Linked DNA regions of Mus musculus: region 2 is linked to region 1. Evidence: chromatin contacts called from public Hi-C data. All regions are on one chromosome and are shown on one strand. The core of a region is the stretch at or near the end of the contact, and the rest is flanking DNA. Distances in the headings are between cores, read along the strand shown. Region 1 holds the start of 2310001H17Rik (RIKEN cDNA 2310001H17 gene). Region 2 has its middle 12 kb from the start of Gm26160.

Region 1 (5,356 bases), core at 609-3,108:
GAGAATGGATGTCTTTGTTTCAGATTCTAGAGTAAAACATATTTTGTCTCTCACCTTGAAACCCAATGTCAGCTGATAGCTTAGGCAAGCAGATCTCCTGGCATTCAATGCTAGCAAGATGAAGGTGTTCCTAGTATATCAACATAATGGAAGACTAGTATTTCATAACAAATGCGAAGAAAGTAATCAACTGATCTTTATCTGAAAAAAAAAAAACAACATACTTGTGAAAGTAACTTTACATCATACTCTAACCACACCCGCAGGGATGCAGTAGTTCATCAAACAAGAGTGGAGTCCACTATTTGGGTTCTGTGGGCCGTGATTTTGCACTTAAGTCTATAAGAATACAGAAATACAGTCTCCTTCTTTAACAACTCTGTTGATTTTCTGGTTTTGAATCACACATTTGCCCATCTCTGATATTTTCCAGTTTGCTAGTGACTTCGTCTGCCATGTACACTAATTTGAAACGGTATTTCCAACCCTCTCTAAATCTTGAGTCTTTTATCTCTCACCTGAACCCTCACCACCACGCATCATACTTGAACTATATGCATGAGCATCAGCAGTCAGAGATAGCAAGTTCACAATGACCTCTAAGTCATGCAGACACAGACACTAATGCAAGATGGGCAGAGAGGTGGGTACAAATAGACTTTGTGAGTGTCTCTCTGCAAATAGTTCTATTTCTATTTCTATTGCTCTTAGCGTGGCTATTTTCTTACAGAATCCCGTAGCTGCAGTGATTCTGGAAATGGAATTTTTGAGAAGCGGTGTCCAGGTGAGAATCTCTTTCAATAGTCTCTTGATGGTTCTCACGGCCCCAGTGTGATAGAAACTAGATAGAGGGATTGCTGCTTGATACATGATTTGAAAAGTTGGTTTGACTTGTTTAGCCACGGAATTTTTTACACCTCTGATGTTTTGACTGAGTCTATGTGTGCTTTAGCTGATGTGACTTGCATAATGATTTATCTCATCACTTCGCTAGAATTAAAGCCTGAAATGATAAGTAGTCTGGTTTTTTGTTTGCTTGTTTGTTTGTTTGCTTGTTTGTTTGCTTGCTTGTTTCTTTCTTTCTTTTGGCTTGTTTTTTTGTTTGTTTGTTTTGTTTTGTTTTTTTCTCTACATATCAACTGTGAATTGTCACAGTATAGTAGCATTTTCTCACAAAGCTCTTTAAAGCTTTGGGGACATAGAATGTCTATCTGTGAAAAATATCATATAAACTAAATGTTGTATATGCATGAAAGAAATTATTTAGGCATTGATTTACAATCATATAAGTTATGAGGTAGCTTTTCTATATCAATTCATTGTAATTAACTGTTAAATGAAATTCATCACTTTACATCACTAGTTTTCCTGACCCACTTTTCAATATAAAGTAGCTTATAAATGTTTGCAAAAGAAAGAGTATCTGGGAGGTAACAAATAAGAGATGTGTGTTAATGCACCTTATAATTATAAACTTAGTTTATCTTTGGCTTGAGTCATGACTATGGACGATACAAGCCAAGCAACAAGCAGAAGATACAAACAGGAGGTAGGAAAGGATGTCACACCTTGTCTTGATGTTCGGAAACATTTATTAATTTTATTTATTAATTTTATTTTTAATAAAAAAGTTTATTAATTAGAATTTATGTCCATTGGAGATGGAACTGTTTTCCTGAGGGATGGGATGTCTGTTAGATTTTTGATAGATTATTTCTTCTCTTTCTGTTTTAATTGGAGGCTTAACATACACATTTCACGGGATATGACTTGTGACAGGCACCCGTGTGCCGCCCCACCCCACCTCTCCCCGCCCTGCCAGGCTGGGGCTCCTGCCCTGTAGAACTCAGAGATGGAGCCGGCGCCACCTGACTAGGGAGGACTAGTTTAGATCTCCAGATTCGGTACAGTGGGAATACCTGAGGGAAGAGTTTCAGAGTTATTTGAGGAGCAGGGACGCCCACGGGTTCCAACCAATGCCCTCCTTACTTGTTTTGTGTTTCGTTTTAGTTATTAGCGATGCGGTTGGATGAGACTTTGTTGTTTCATATGAAAGAATTTGCTTTGAGGGAGCCGGGAGCAGCACTACAATCCGCAGGGTTGTTTATTTTAAATAGGGCTCTGCACGGTGTTATTTATGACACCGTGATGTTGACACTTCGAGTTCTTTTAAAGTTATATTTTTATTTGCATTCCTGTGTGAGGGAAGGGAGGGGGAGAGGATGGGAGGAGCTTCCTGTGTGCAAGCCTGCAGGTGCGCCAGTGCTCAGCAGAGGGCACTGAATGCTGCGGCACTCGGGTTAACAGATGGTAGTGAGCTGTCTGAACTACTTAAAATTTTCAGGTAAAAGGGCAGCAAGCATTCTTAAACTGCTGAGCGGCCCTCTAGGTGTTCTTTGCTGGGGCAGGGGAGTTAGCAGGGAGGAAGTGGAGAGAACTGGGAGAGTTGAGACCCTCCTTCTGAGCGTTAAGCTGCATGTAGATAATATCTGCAGGTGTGGCACAATTGAAAAGGCAGTGGCTTTCAGGCTAGTCACTGCACGGACTAGTAAGGCAGCTCTCTTGCTCCCAGCACCGTGCATCTGATTCTCCGTTCTCAGGGTGAGTAGCCCCTCCAGTTCTCAACATACACATGTTGGTAATTTCACTGTGTGTGTGTGTGTGTGTGTGTGTGTGTGTGTGTGTGTGTACATATAAAGGTTAGAGATCAACTTTTCGGTGTCAGTCAAATGTGAGGCCCAGGAATGTACCCAGGTCAGTAGCCCCGGCAAAGCCCAGTGAGTCATCTCAGATACCTTCGTTTCAGGACTTTTGCTTAGGTCTGTAATTGTCTATAGAGCAGATAATTCTTAGTATAAGAAGCAGTGGGGTTTTTACTGTGCATCTTGCCTCCCCCTCCCCCTTTTCTTACACTGGCACAGTTTTCAATTTGATATTGAGGAGGGCACCCATATTTTCCTTGAAGAACATATAGTATCACTTTTACAGGCCCAATGATTTGATAATCTTATGGATTTTCATGTCCCATACTGTTTTGGGAATACCTGTGCATTAGTGTGTCTCCTTGCCTGATTTGTTTGGTCTTCTCCTTCATTGGCTAAAAACTCTTCAAGCCCAACCCACCGCCAGCTGTGTACTAAGTGTAGCAAGGTCATACCTCCTAAAGGTTTCCCAACCTCCCCTAAACATCACCACCAACTGGGGACCAAGTGTTCATATACAGGAGCCTATGAGGGGCTTTTCTCATTCAAATCATCACAGTGCATCACTGGAGGAAAGTGAAGGCAGCAGACCTTTGAAGCAGTTGGTCACAATCCAGCCACTGTGGAAAGAAAGAACAATGAAGCTTAGTGCAATTTCTTCACTCTCTGACAGTCCAAAATCCCCTGCTCAAAGAATGGTTTCATCTCAGTGGGAGGATTTTTTTTCCCCATGTTAGTTTTCCTCAGATGCACCCACATACCATCCTAATCTAGATAATCCTTCATGGAAACTCCCTTTGCAAGTGATTTCAGATTGTGTTAAATTGAGAGCCAAAACCAACCACGCAAAGGTGTTTTTTTTTTTAATGTTTTTTTAGGTATTTTCCTCATTTACATTTCCAATTCTATCCCAAAAGTCCCCCATACCCTCCCACCCACTCCCACTTTTTGGCCCTGGTGTTCCCCTGTACTGAGGCATATAAAGTTTGCACGACCAATGGGCCTCTCTTTCCACTGATGGCCGACTAGGCCATCTTTTGATACATATGCAGCTAGAGACAAAAGCTCCGGGGTACTGGTTAGTTCATATTGTTGCATACGAAGGTGTTTTAAGAGGTGGGTGTGATGACTTTTGCGTTGTTCTTCTCTGCGGGGAAATCTCTTAAGAGTCTGTTCTGACTGTGCCCAGTTTCTGGAATTCCCCACTTGTTTAGTCAGCACTCATGGAAAACACTATTAGCTTTAGCCACGGGCCAGCACATGTAGTGTAGTCTGGGACTCTAGCATTGGAATTCATGACGCATCTTGTAACAGGAGGCCTGGAGCACATGCTGTAACTGAGCCCTGAGGTTCTAACATGCTCCAAACAAGACTCGTGATGGAAATATGGAGTTTAGTCAAAATACAAAATGCCTGTGTGAGGAACACAGAAATGAATCCCATCTTCTAGAGAATGGACATCAGCTAGGGTTTCAGCAGAGGAAGTATTAGTGCAGGGCCCAGAGGGCTTCCTGACTAAGCGCTCTCAGTCTGACAGTGCTATAGTTGATCATTTGCTCAGTTCCTGTTCTTCCAGGTGGTTTGGAGAGTCCTCTTGCTCAAGAGAACCATCTGCTTCCTTAATTCTTCCCCTGCTTATGCCTAAAGCCATGTTAGGATCCCAAGATGAGCTTGAGGTCACCGGATCCCTTTGTTGATTCCTTTTCCTGGCACATTGATTGAATTGCCTGTCTCTGACCCTTACTTCTGAGTGACAAATGAAGTTTGGCTGGTCCCCCACAAAGGAAAAGAGTCAGAGGATGGAGACAGGCTGACAGTTTCTCAGTGTCATTGGTTTGGAGAGTTGTCCTTGGCAATGTTCTGAAGAAGTGTCCTTCCCAATCTTTGAACTGTTCTAGGGGATTATCATGTTGACTGCCAAGTCGTTCTCTATATTGATGGGTCCCAGAAAATCTGGTGGCCTTTGTAAGCCCCTCCTGAATCTGCAGGGTGTCTGAGCCCATTTCCATCTTCTGGACAGAGACAAGGAAGGAAACGTACAATATGGCTGCTAACCTGCTCCCCACCCTTTTCCTACCCACTGACACCCACCCTCAGAGGGCTTCCATCCCAACATGCTATGTGGAAGAAGTCCTCTATTTTTTTTTTTTTTCATATTGAGGATTTTTGTTTTTTTTCCATGAAGTCATTTTCCTTGTGTCAATGCCTTCTTTCTCTACTCTTGTTGGGCAGTGGAAGGGATAAGCAAGGCTCTCTGTATTGGTAATGGGTAGCTCTAGGTAACTGGCTGGGGGGGTACACAAATGAGCTGAGAAACATCTCTTCTTCCTCCTCCAAGTCCTGTCCCACAGGCTGTGGCACCAGTATGTAGGGACCTGAAGGAAAGAATGGGTGTTGTACTTCTAAAAAGATAAGGAGAAAAGAAATATGTTTGGTGAATAAGTAGTCAGGTTTAGGGAAGGGGGTGCCTCTGCAGGCCCTTGATAAGGCATCCCTTCCCCCTGAGGGACCAGCTACAGGATGGTATAGTACGGAATAGTTTATTCAGGGCATGGGGAGGGGAGTTGAGATGGTAGTAGAGACAGAGAAAGGTGGGGGTAGGGGGGGTGGGGGTGGAGAGTAGGGAGTAGGGGCTGGCCATGAGCACTTGGAGA
Region 2 (5,800 bases), core at 3,133-5,632, 77 kb after region 1:
CATTTACACAATGGAATACTACTCAGCTACTAACAAAAAATGAATTTATGAAATTCCTAGACAAATGGATGGACCTGGAGGGTATCATCCTGAGTGAAGTAACCCAATCACAAAGGAACTCACACAATATGTACTCACTGATAAGTGGATATTAGCCCAGAAACTTAGGATACCCAAGATATAAGATACAACTTGCCAAATGCATGAAATTCAAGAAGAATGAAGACCAAAGTGTGGACATTTTACCCTTTCTTAGAAATGGGAACAAAACACTCATGGAAGGAGTTACAGAGAGAAAATTTGGAGCTGTGACAAAAGGATGGACCATCTAGTGATTGCCATATGCAGGGATCCATCCCATAATCAGCTTCCAAATGCTGACACCATTGCATACACTAGCAAGATTTTGCTGAAAGGACCCAGATATAGCTCTGTCTTGTGAGACTATGCCGGGGCCTAGCAAACACAGAAGTGGATGATCACAATCAGCTATTGGATGGGTCACACGGCCCCTAATGGAGGAGCTAGAGAATTTACCCAAGGAGCTAAAGGGAACTGCAACCCTATAGGTGGAACAACAATATGAACTAACCAGTACCCGGGAGCTCTTGTCTTTTGCTGCATATGTATCAAAAGATGGCCTAGTGGTCATCACTGCAAAGAGAGGCCCTTTGGACTTGCAAACTTTATATGCCCCAGTACAGGGGAACGCCAGGGCCAAAAAGGGGCAGTGGGTGGGTAGGGGATTGGGGGGGTGGGTATGGGGGACCTTTGGGATAGCATTGAAAATGTAAACGAGGAAAATACCTAATTAAAAAAAAAGAAAAATAATAAAGAAATGATATCAGCCTAGCTGTCCATCAATGGATGAATGAATAATGAAAACATTCTACACAGACACAGTAGAATTTTATTCATTCATATAAAAATGAATTTTCAGGAAAATCACAGATCTGGAAATCATTATTATATTAAGTGAAGTATCCCAGACTCAGAAAAACTGATACTACATATTGTCTCTCATTTCGAAGATGCTAGATTTCAATTTACATACATATTTTAATTTACATATGTACTTATATAGCTATTGAAGTTTTATATATATATATTATTTTTAATTTACACACATACATAGGATATATAGAGAGTGTATGAGAGAAAGAGAGAGTATGTATGAGTAAGAGAGAGAGAGACACAGAGAGAGAGAGAGGTCATGAAACTAGAAAGGGGTCAATGAAAAGGCAATAAAGGTTTGTGGTGTACATTGACATGAAAGCAGAAAGGTAGATACTGGGTGTAGAAATGTACAAGTGGAGGTGAGGAGATGGGCGATGGGAGTGTTTTGGCCTAGTGCTTACTTCCTTGAAGAATTGGTTTCTGCTGAGAATGTTATGAAATATATGTACAAAGGACCAAGAGATGGCTCAGCAGGTAAAACCACTTACATTGCAAGCCTAATGACCTACACTTGATAGAATTAAATGGCAGATACTGTGGTAAGTATCAGCAATTGATCACTCCTCTCATGAGATGGGAGACCTGCCCAGAAGATCATGGGCCAGTTAGCCTGGAGAACATAAAGCAGCATAAACAAGAGAGAGCCTGTCTCAACAAGGTGAAAAGAGAGAACTATCTTAGTTGAGGTTTCTAGTGCTGTACTGCAACATCAGGACCAGAACAACTTGGTAAGAAAAGGGTTTTTGTTTTTTTTTTTTTTTTCACTTATACCTTCCATATCACAGTTTGTTATTATCTTAGTCACTGTTCTATTTTTTTGAAGAGGCAGCATGACCAAGGTAACTCAAACAAAAGTATTCACTTCTGGATTTGCTTACAGTTACAGAGACTTACTGTAATCATGGCAGGGAGCATGTGGGCAGACATGGCAATGGAGAAGTTGCTGAGAGCTACACCCCAATCTGTAGACAAAGAGAGGTAGTCAAGGCCTGGCACAGACTTTTGAAACCTTAAAACACACCACACCCCAAGTGACACATTTTCTTCAGAAAGGCCACACCTCTAAACTTTCTGATTTTTTTCAAATAGTGCCACTCCCTTGCGATGAAGTATTAAAATATTTAAGTCTATGGGGGCCATTCTTATTCAAAATATCATATTTATCAAAGGAATTCAGGGTAGGAACTCAAACAGGACAGGAATCCAGAGTCAGGAAAAGATGCAAGAGCCATGGAGGAGTACTCAGTACTCTCTGTGATCTCTTTATACCTCAAAACCAGTACCACCTGGATGACTTTTACATTACCAGTTTTGGCTGGCTGCCCAAGGTGTAGCCTTTGGCATTTCTGCACCACAGCTTCTGTGTGGTGACCCTGAGGAAGAACTTCCCAGAAGATATGGCTTCAATTACGCTGCTCTGTTTCAGCCCCAGTTGACTAATAATGATTGTCCCATCAAAGCTAAAGTTTCACTTTAATAGATCCTGTTTCATGCAAATCACAACTGGTTCTTTAGCACTGGCCACTCAGAATCACAGATTCATAATTCAGATATTGAACAGCCCCAATCAAGTCTGTAAGATACTCTCTAACCTCCCTCTGAAACTTCAGAAGCCAAGCCTCCATCATCTGCATTTCTCTCCTCTGTGGTCAGAATATTCAATAGCTTTTTACTCCAAATTTCAAATGCCACAACAATCCTCCTACAAATGCTCTGTTGGATCTGTCACAGTAATAGAACACTCCTGATACCGATCTTTGCCTTATTTAGAGTTTCTATTGCTGGGATAAAACACCACTTGTAGAAAAGTGTTCATTAGAGCTTACAATTCTCAGGTCACACTCCCTCGCTGAGGGAACTCAGGAAGAAATTCAACACAAGAATATGAAGACAGAAACTGCTGTAGAGGCCATTGAGGACTCTTGATAACTGGCTTTCTCTCCAAGGGTTGCTCAGTCTGACTTCTTATATCACCTTAGACCACTGACTCAGGAATGCCACCACAATTGGCTGAACCTACATACATCAATCACTAATTAAGAAAACGACAAACAGGCTTGCCTACAGTACAATATTATGGAGTTATTTTTTCTGTTGAGGTTTTCTTCTTTCAGATGACTCTAGTTTATAGCAGGTTGGCATAAAGCTATCCAGCACAATGTTCAAATCATGATACACACATGACCACATTCACATATACATATATAATATACAATATATATATATATATATATATATATATATATATATGTATATATATATATAATACAACAAAATAAATAATTCAAGTGTTTTTGTAAATATTTGTTCTTTATTAAAATTAATTATTTTTATCCTAACTCTTCAAAAACAGTAGAGATAGCAAATTGAACTCAAACAGAAAAATGTCTCAAAGTTTTCAGAAACTACAGATCTTCCATAGTTGAAAAGGGATAAATATTGGTATCAAAGATTCATTTTGAGAGAGTAAAGATGGGCCACAATAGCCATTTTGTCTGTCTTTCTTGTAAACAGATGGTGTTCCTGGAATTATTGAGGCTTAGAATCTGAGAACAAGGCAGGCTTGTCTGCCCATTCTTATTAAGCCAATAAAATGAACAATAGACAAAGGAAATGTATTCATTGAGGACACATTAGGAAGTTGGGCATAGATCCAGTGACTCTTCCAAGTCCATCTTTGGTGTCATGGAATGAGGTTTAGGTTTGAATAGAGGGCCAGATCTAGACATCCTGGTCAAACCTGGTTCCAATGGGTATAGCCAATCTTATCATCAAACAAAAACTGCCTTTTCCTAAAATAATGAATCAAGCACATCCCTTCATGACTTGAACATAGAAATGTAGTTCTTTACTCTCTCTCTCTCTCTCTCTCTCTCTCTCTCTCACACACACACACACACACACACACACACACACACACACACACACACACACACACCATTAAGTAAAGGAAAGAAGCAGTTATTTTCTGTGACTTCCAAATATCAAATCTAAGTCTTAACTGTGACTAGACTCTGGACTGGGGTAAAGTGTTTCAAAATATCTAACAGATATTTTAGTAAAACTCAGAAAGTTCAGATATAAAATTTATCTTAGAATAAATGATGAAGTGACTGAATTTTTATTTCTAATCATTCAGAATAAAAAGAGTCAATAGACAGCCATTTGTGGCTCATACTTTTACTCTCAGCACTTAGGATGCATATGCAGGGGGAACTCAGAGTTTGAGGCTAACCTGGTCTACACAGTGAGTTTCTGCCAGAACAGCCAGGGCTACTCAGAGAAACCCTCTCTAAAACAAACAAAGGAGGAAAAAAAGAAATAAGACAGATTTGGGAAAATGTTGTGAGTTAGGTATGGATGGATTCGAGAGAACACTGTTGCTCAACTGTTTTTGAGCTTTTGCAAGGCCATGAAACTTCTCTAAGCACCGGGCTTTCAAAGCTGTACTTATGCAATGGACCTGGTTTTGAATTAAGTGACACTACAGCTGTAGTTTAGAATCCAAAAGCATCTAAAGCATCCCAACTTTTCCTCTTTTGTTAAAAGTCGCCAAGACATGACATGTTCCACTTCTTTTCTTCACCAAAACTAAGATGCATTCCCTAGAAAAAATATTTTCAAAATAAATGAGACATGTTCCATTGACTGAAGTCCTCTTCATGTCTGGGTCTGTGTGTGTGTGTGTGTGTGTGTGTGTGTGTGTGTGTGTGTGTATGTGTTCACAAGCATGCAAATACACATGTCTGAGAGAACAGAAAAAGAGGATATCCGATGTCCATTTTTATCACCTCTCCATTTTATTCTTTGAGACAGGGTCTCTCATTGATCCTGGAAGTAGGCTGGCAGTAGCCCCTGTTATCCTCCTGGCTACAGACGCTTCCACACACAGCACCACTATACACAAATCAGGAGTCACGTGGGTAACAACAATCATCTGACTTGACATAGGTATTGGGAGTCTTTTGTCTTTTGAGAGAAGGTCTCATATAACCCAGACTGACCTCAAATTCACTATGCAGCTGAGGATGACCTTAAACACCTATTCCTTGGGCCTTCTACTTCTAAGATGCTGGGATTATAACTATAGACCACCACTCCTAGCAGGAAAATACTTCTGAGGCCATTTAGTCCTAACTGACTTTTCTATACTAACTATCTGGAGCTTAGTACAAAACAAAATAATATTAAAGTTTCATATGATAGAAATTAAATAAAAGTCCAACTTTTATATCTTTCCTTATATCCATGCCATTTGTAATGTGACTTGGAACTCCCTACCTTTGAACTTGGGTTGAACTTGGCTTGTCCAGCAGAGTTGCATGGAGGCCCAGTCTTGTGTGTCTTCCAACTATGTCCAATGTCCATGTAAACAAGGTGATAAAAACTGGAAGCATGTGTTATGCCAGCTGGGCCTTAGGTAATAACTCAGGAATTAAAGATTTTGAAAGTCAGCCAGGGCAAAAGTCATCTGACACTTGACCTATGGAGAGATCTCACCTAGTCACATGACAAAGCTGAAGCACTGTTTTTAAAGCTAGAGCACCGAGATGCTTGTCATGCCGAATAGGCCACAGATGACAATCCTATTTATAGTTATTTACGCCTTTGTAATTCTAGCTTAGCATTATGTAATTTAGTGAGTTCAGCCTGAAATGCATATGAATCACTTGGTAGTGATTTGTTTACTCTGGTTAAAATGATTAGAAATTTTAACATTTTTTCATTGTTCTTGTGTTGTTGTTGTTCATCTAGGTTATTTTTATCTGTGTTCAAGTGGTAAACACTATGGATCCTAATTGAGAAAAGCATCCAGCTCAACCAAGCAGCTTGGTCAAGTGGT

The links. A called contact is a pair of places that touch in the nucleus more often than the background predicts.
Region 2: a Hi-C map of liver shows a contact between it and region 1, with 2.9 times the contacts expected there. The contact joins the enhancer-like site here to the promoter of 2310001H17Rik in region 1. A contact is called at or near these places in 16 of 39 promoter capture datasets (the 3T3-L1 cell line, 3T3-L1-derived adipocytes, the C10 cell line and 10 more), 2 of 15 datasets of contacts at CTCF or cohesin (CD8 T cells and the NIH/3T3 cell line), 50 of 484 Hi-C or Micro-C datasets (the AML12 cell line, the AtT-20 cell line, B cells and 38 more), 12 of 115 datasets of contacts at active chromatin or transcription factors (the 230-238 cell line, CD8 T cells, the HPC-7 cell line and 9 more) and 2 of 9 other capture datasets (bone marrow-derived macrophages and embryonic stem cells).

The regions. Positions count from the first base shown.
Region 1 is chr6:129,234,984-129,240,339 of GRCm38.p6, reverse strand. It overlaps 2310001H17Rik (RIKEN cDNA 2310001H17 gene), which reads left to right and starts at 1,858. Exons shown (of 4, transcript NR_040268.1): 1 at 1,858-1,904; 2 at 2,496-2,601.
Region 2 is chr6:129,159,928-129,165,727 of GRCm38.p6, reverse strand. No RefSeq gene overlaps it. Among named protein-coding and RNA genes, the nearest start is that of Gm26160, 12 kb to the left of the region's middle. Within about 2 kb of position 4,382, at least 30 of the 459 cell types and tissues checked have an H3K27ac peak or open chromatin away from gene starts, as enhancers often do. A contact at or near this core is called in 3T3-L1-derived adipocytes, hepatocytes and liver, where this site is marked.